Regions from separate parts of the Macaca mulatta genome. Here region 1 is linked to region 2. A link is a contact called in public Hi-C data. All regions are on one chromosome and are shown on one strand. Each heading gives the region's core, a stretch centred on a gene start, on an enhancer-like site or on the middle of the called end of the contact. The rest is flanking DNA. Distances are from core to core; before and after follow the strand shown.

The links. Hi-C and Micro-C count contacts between places; a contact is called where the count stands out from the background.
Region 1: a Hi-C map of liver shows a contact between it and region 2, with 4 times the contacts expected there. The contact joins the promoter of NFE2L2 here to the promoter of HNRNPA3 in region 2. A contact is called at or near these places in 4 of 14 Hi-C or Micro-C datasets (CD4 T cells, blood, cortical neurons and 1 more).

What each region holds. Positions count from the first base shown.
Region 1 is chr12:82,179,797-82,182,913 of T2T-MMU8v2.0, reverse strand. It overlaps NFE2L2 (NFE2 like bZIP transcription factor 2), which reads left to right and starts at 1,515. Exons shown (of 5, transcript NM_001257607.1): 1 at 1,515-1,708. The coding sequence starts at 1,664.
Region 2 is chr12:82,127,935-82,131,218 of T2T-MMU8v2.0, reverse strand. It overlaps HNRNPA3 (heterogeneous nuclear ribonucleoprotein A3), which reads right to left and starts at 1,828. Exons shown (of 10, transcript XM_077957239.1): 1 at 1,700-1,828. The coding sequence starts at 1,771.

The DNA of each region.
Region 1 (3,117 bases), core at 266-2,765, 52 kb before region 2:
GTGCAGATAATGTTGCAGGGTTTTCACATAACAGCTGAAAGGAATTAATAGGAATTGAAGAAGCTTGCTTCAATTACAAGTAATTAATGTAGGCTTCACTTATCTCAAGGAATATCTGAATATACAAATTTACACATAAATCCTGGGAGTGTCAAATTATGCAACAGAGAGAAAGTAAGCTCTGCAGTTTTTTGGGCGTTGATCGCTATAGTCAGGGGTGTGTGTGTGTGTGTGTGTGGTTTTTGAATGAAATAGTAAAACCACTGCCAGTATTATCTACTTCACCTGGTTCTGAATAATTCCAGGAAGGTAGAAACTGAAAACCAGTCTTGTTAAAGAGTTAGAAAGACTGTAAATGCGTAAGAGGAAAGAAAAAAACAAAACCAAACCATTTATCTATCCTCTTTGAACCCGTTTCACAATATTCCTGATTTCAAATACTTGAAGTTTTCTCTGGGCAATAATTAATGTTTAAATAATTGTTTTTAATGTAAGACATAACACATACGCATTGCAGATTTAAAGCATACTTGGAAGTAGCAAGGAAAAAGATAAAAATCATTGATTCCACAGCATTTAATATATTGGTAACTATCCTTCAATTTTTTTCTGGGCACATGTTTTTATAAAATGAGCCAATACTATACAAACGTTTTTGTAACTTTTTAAAATTTGTACTATTTTGTGAGTACGTGAAAAAGAAATTTGTAAAGATTAAAAGATCATAGCATGTTGTGGTATTACACACTGTTGAAGGGCGCCATCTGTGGCGTGGTGGCTGTGCTTTAGTGGGAAGAAGTTCTCTTGCGGTTCCCGTTTTTCTCCCAGCTCTGGGTAGGCAATACTGACCACTCTCCGACCTAAAGGGACTTCTCCGTTTGCCCTTGACGGAGACACGTGGGAGTTCAGAGGAGAGCGTTCAGGGTGACTGCGAACACGAGCTCCCGGCGCTGTCCACATCTCCCCTGGGCAGGGCCCACTGCCCCCAGCCCGGGAGGGGAGCAAGGGCGGGAGGGCAGTTGGCAGTGGCACGGCCTGGGTCCAAACCTTTAGCCCCCCACCCCGGCTGGCGCCACTCTCGGGCGGTAAAGTGAGATAAAAGCAGGGCAAGGTTCTGTAACTCCAAATCAGGGAGGCGCAGCTCCTACACCAACGCCTTTCCGGGGCTCCGGGTGTGTTTGTTCCAACTGTTTAAACTGTTTCAAAGCGTCCGAACTCCAGCGACCTTCGCAAATAACTCTTTATCTCGCGGGCTAGAGCGCTGCCCTTATTTGCGGGGGAGGGCAACTGAACGCCGGCACCGGGGCGCTAACTGTGGCCTCCTCTCGATCCCCCGCCTGCTGGGACCCCAGCTGGCAGTCCCTTCCCGCCCCCGGACCGCGAGCTTCTTGCGTCAGCCCAGGCGCGGGTGGGGGATTTTCGGAAGCTCAGCCCGCGCGGCCGGCGGGGGAAGGAAGGGCCCAGGCTCTTGCCCCGCCCTTCTGGGGCGGGAGGCGGAGCGGGGCAGGGGCCCGCCGGCGTGTCGCCGATCAGCGAGTGCCGGGGAGCCCGGAGGAGCCACCGACGCCGCTGCCGCCACCAGAGCCGCCCTGTCCGCGCCGCGCCTTGGCAGCCGGAACGGGGCCGCCGTCGGGGAGCCCCAACACACGGTCCCCAGCTCAGCATGATGGAGTTGGAGCTGCCGCCGCCGGGACTCCCGTCCCAGCAGGTGCTGCCTCGGCCCTCTGGGCCCTGCGGTGGTGCCGGGACGGGGGCGGGGGAGCTAGGGAACCGCGGCCCGGGAGGGATAGCCGCAGCCGGCTTCCTCCACGTCCGGCCAGAGCCAGGACCGCAGCGCTGGCTGGAGCCGCCGCGCTTGCGCTGGGGCAGGGTGGGGAGGGGCAGCGGGGACGCGGCCGGGTGGTCCGACCGACCACGAGCCCGAGGGCGAACGGGTGGGAAGTTGCGGGAAGGTCTGGGGACTGAGCCCGCGGGCGTGGGCAGTGGTGGGCGAATCCAGCCGCGTCCCCGGTCCCCAGAGCTGGGCTTCGGAGCCCCTAAGTTTGAGCGGCCCGGCGGGCGGCGGGGCAAGAGGGGCGGACGCTGGCCGTCTGAGCCGGCGCGGCCCGGCCCTTCCGGGGCTGCGCGGCTCCCCCGCCTCAGAGCCGGCAAAAATGTGCCTAGTCACGGGGCCACTCTCGGGGGAACTGAGGTCGCCTTCGTGCTGGGACCCAGAGCCCCTTCGCCGCGCCCCAAGACCTCCGTGTGTGCGGGCTGCGGCGCGCTCACACCGCTGGGCCGTCTGTGGGCGCTGCTTTGCGAAGTCATCCATCTGTCGGATCACTCTCTGGCAGCCTTGAGCTTTCTTGAAAGCTCAACCCCGGGACGAGGGAGGAGCGCCTGAAGTGCCCAGCGGGCCCAGAAGCCCCGACGTGTGGCGGCTGAGCCGGGCCCCGCGCACTTTCTCGGCCGGGGAGGGGTTCGGGCCCGGGCACCCGGAGTTGGCCTCTCGCAACGCCGCGGGAAAGTGCGGGCGAGGGCAGCGGACTCTGAGGCCGGAGTCGGCGGCACCCGGGGCGTCTAGTTCGGACGCGGTGCCCCCTGGTGGCGCGCACCGCGCGCGTGGCTTTGGCCTCTGTGACAGCGGTCTGTTGGCCGTCACAGCAGCCCTCGGTTGGCCCTTTCCTGCTTTATAGCGTGCAAACCTCGCCGCGCCAGGGCCAAGGGACAAGTTGGAGCTGTTGATCTGTTGCGCAATTGTTATTTTCCCCAGAGCGGCTTTGTCTTTGGATTTAGCGTTTCAGAATTGCAATTCCAAAATGTGTAAGACAGGAGATTCTCTTCTGTGCTGTCAAGGGTAAGAGTTGCGAGTGTAGATTAGAATTTCTATTGCTTTTAGTTTGTTAATAATTTTTTGCTTTCAGCTGTTATTTCTTCCCTGAGTACTTTATATATTTTTCCTTTTCAGTTGAGAATTTGCCTCAGTTTCTTAACATGTCCACCCTCTTTTGCAGGGGCAGAGAGTGGAACGCTTGCGTTTCAAAACACATGCTAATTTCTGTAAATTGTTATAAAAGTGAAAAGAAGTTTCAGCTCATCCTTGTAGAAACTTTAAAAGTAGATATTTATATTTCTAAT
Region 2 (3,284 bases), core at 579-3,078:
CTAAACTGCTGGAGAAGCAGTGTTGCATCTATCCCACTTCAACTCTTCTCAGTCTACATCCCAACATGCTTTTAATTTTAAACTCCAAACTGTGATGAACAATCTAAAAGTTCTAAATGTCAAACTTACAGAAACTCACTGCTTTCAAGCAAATTAATTTAAAATAGGCATTCCTAAGCCAAACCAGCATCTCCCAAAAAAACTAAGAGGAAAAAAAAAAAGCCGACCAAATAGCTTTCTATAACCCATGTTTGTTATATGCTGCAAAAATCTTCATTTTATGACTCAATTTTAAGAGTCACAACAAACTGCCAAGTTGAACTTACATTAGGAATGGTATGTATTGTCTGACCATAAGAACGGAGCACAGCAAAACAAAAATTGAGATTTTTAAGAATTAGGATGTCTTGAAATTGTTTTATACTTCAGTCAGACTTCTTAACACATTGCATGAACTGTTATTTAATGCATGAAGGTTTCCTTCACCCGAAGTCCTTAAATAAGGGGGCTCACATTTACATTCTCATGTCTTCAAGTGTCTTCTAGAGGTAGAGATGTTAAGGCATTTAATGTGAAGATTGTCACATGCTAGAAAAAAATGTTAAGAGCCTAAAGCATTAATTCACGTAGTCTCATCTTTTCAAGTCTTGGATAAATGTATTCGATTGACAATAACGAAATCGACAAAAATATTTAGGATCCACATTAAATGTACTGCAAACAAGTGAAAATTTCAACTTTGGTTGCAGTCCTCTAAATAAAATTCCAGGAAACTACAAGCAGAGCCGACTCAAAGAATGGGAAAACATGAAGATAAAAAACATTTTAAAATTCTTCCTTAACATCTACACTCAAATTCTTCTCCACCCACCCTCCCCAACGGCCGGGGTCGGTAAAAAGCTGGCTGGGTTTTCACATCTGCACTCAAGTTCTCAAATACTAAGTTCTTCGCCCACATGGCGGTTTGAGAAGTGTAATGTAACTACTTCAGCAAAAACAGGAAGTATTCTAAAGCAGCAAAGTTTTTAACAATCTCATATTTCCAACAGGATGCTGCGAAGAAAAGAACAGGCCAATTATCGACTTCTCCTCGCGGAGAGAACCGGTAAAATGCCCAGAAAAGCGTCCGCCGAACTTCAGCGAAAGCACTACCTTCTCGTGCTTCGAGGCCATTTGCGGCATTTTCTGCCGGGCCGCCTCCGCCCTCTTCTCTCCAATCCCAGGCTCTCTTTCCCGGCGGCAGAGCGAGGCGGCGGCCATTGCGGGCCAATGCGCCATTTCGTAACACGGCGGCGGATCAATGTCAATGTGGCCGCCGCCCGCCTGCTCGCTCGCCCGGATGTGCCTGCTCGTCCCTTCCCCTCCCCCACAACCTCTTCCCAACCGCTCCCGCCGGGGCCCGCCATGCCGCCCTCGGCCTCGCTTCTGAGGCCGCGCAACCGGCAGGCCGGCTTCCCTCCCGGGACCTCCCCGACCACGCCGCGCCTCCAAGGGGCCGCCTGTGTAGCCGAAGATGAAGGCGAGGCGGGTGAGGGGCCCCGAGGAGGTCTCCAAGGCCCGCTCCCCTCCCCCTCCCACCGCCCGTCTCAACGCAAGAGCGCGGGACGGCCGCCCCGGTTCACCCGGCCTCCCCGCTCCCACCGAACCAGGCCCCCCACGCCGGCCATTCCCCACCAACCCCCCGCTCTCCCCCTAATACCTCCTCCCCCCGGCGGCGACGGCGACGGCCGGAGTCGGGCTGGGGGCGACCGGGCGGCGGTTTTACCTCCATTTTGAGACCGGACTCGCCTCTTCCAACTCGAGTTCAATATGGGACCGAGAGGAAGAGGCGGGGCCAGTCGTCACGTGACGCGTTTTCCGCGCGCCGCCAGTCTGGTGGGGGAGGAGCGAGCTGGGAAGGGGGCGGAGCCAAGCGGGCGCGAAGAACGACTGGACCAGCGGGTTGGCGGGCGGAGGGCGGAGGCGCGGCGTGCCGCGGGAGCGCGCGCGCCTCGCCGACTTTCAGGGCAGGACCGCCTTGGCGCCGTTCGCGTCCGGACGAGTTCCGGGACGTCAGTTCGGTCTCCGCCAATGGTGAGCGTCCACGTAGAGAAAACGCCTCGTGATCGCGCGTCACCAGAGAGAAAGGCCTTTCCTTTTCTTCTCGCGCTTGTGCCTCCTTCCCCCGCAGGCCTCTAGTTTTCCTTTTCCGAATTCATTCCATTCCTGTGCCCGAAATAAAACCTACGTTTTTCTTGCTTGTAATTTAAAGGTTGCAGGTAAAACCCCTTAGCCCTTCGGACCACCTATCCTGTTTCCAAATGCCAGGGACCAGTGTCTGTGACTGCGGCGCCCACCTGAGGGCATGTACTGAAAATCCCTGCGGCTCCGACGTGTAGGAATCACAGGCACCCTGGGCAGGCCTCAAAACGCGGCCGACATACAGAATTTTTACCATTAACGACCTGAGGCAGGACTGGTGGAGGTCAGTTCATTAGTTACTGATCTCAAGAAACAAGTCAGGACTATTTTCTAATGTGCTTCTTTCAAGTTAGTGTGGAAAGAGCTGATGCATCTGTTGTAGCTGACGGAATTTAAGGAACTGAATAATTGACAAGATTTTCAGAAAAGCAGGGTCGCCAGATAATGCTACCAGTTTGCGAAAGATTGTTACCGTAATGCTCTAGAGATCTAATCCTTTCTCGGCCTAGTCAGATGATTTTAAATCATTTGACTTCACAGAGCTGTAGTTTCAGTTTTTTACATGAAAAGGGGGATGGGATTAGGTCATCTTCTAACACCCAGGCCAGCCATAAATTGATAATCTATGAATCCATATTTAAAGTTACTGATAAAAATAACCACAATTGACGAGCCTCCCTTCCCTGTTAGAAAATGCTTTATATTTTAATTTAGCAACCCATGTGACCAACTCTTTTAGAATTGAACTGGTTCTCCCTAGGAAAGGTTAGAAATCTAATCAGTTACATTAAAAGTTTCTGTTAACAAATGGGGAGTGGTCGACTTCGAGTTTGGAAAAGGGAGCGCAAAGTCTAAGAATTTGTTAATTTATTTAACCGTTGCCCCAGGAGGACCTGCGTTATAGTTTGGAAACATGCACAAAGGGTAGTTTTGTGGGGCAGAAACCAGTTAGCAGTCCTTAATGTAATTTGGATGAAATAACCGTTCAAACCAGACTCCTCCTGTTGCTTTGATTCCTTTTTCGCAAACTTTCACGTATTCTGCGTATCCAGGTGCTCCTGATGGCCAGCAATAGACTTGAGACATTGTAAGAATGTATAGCC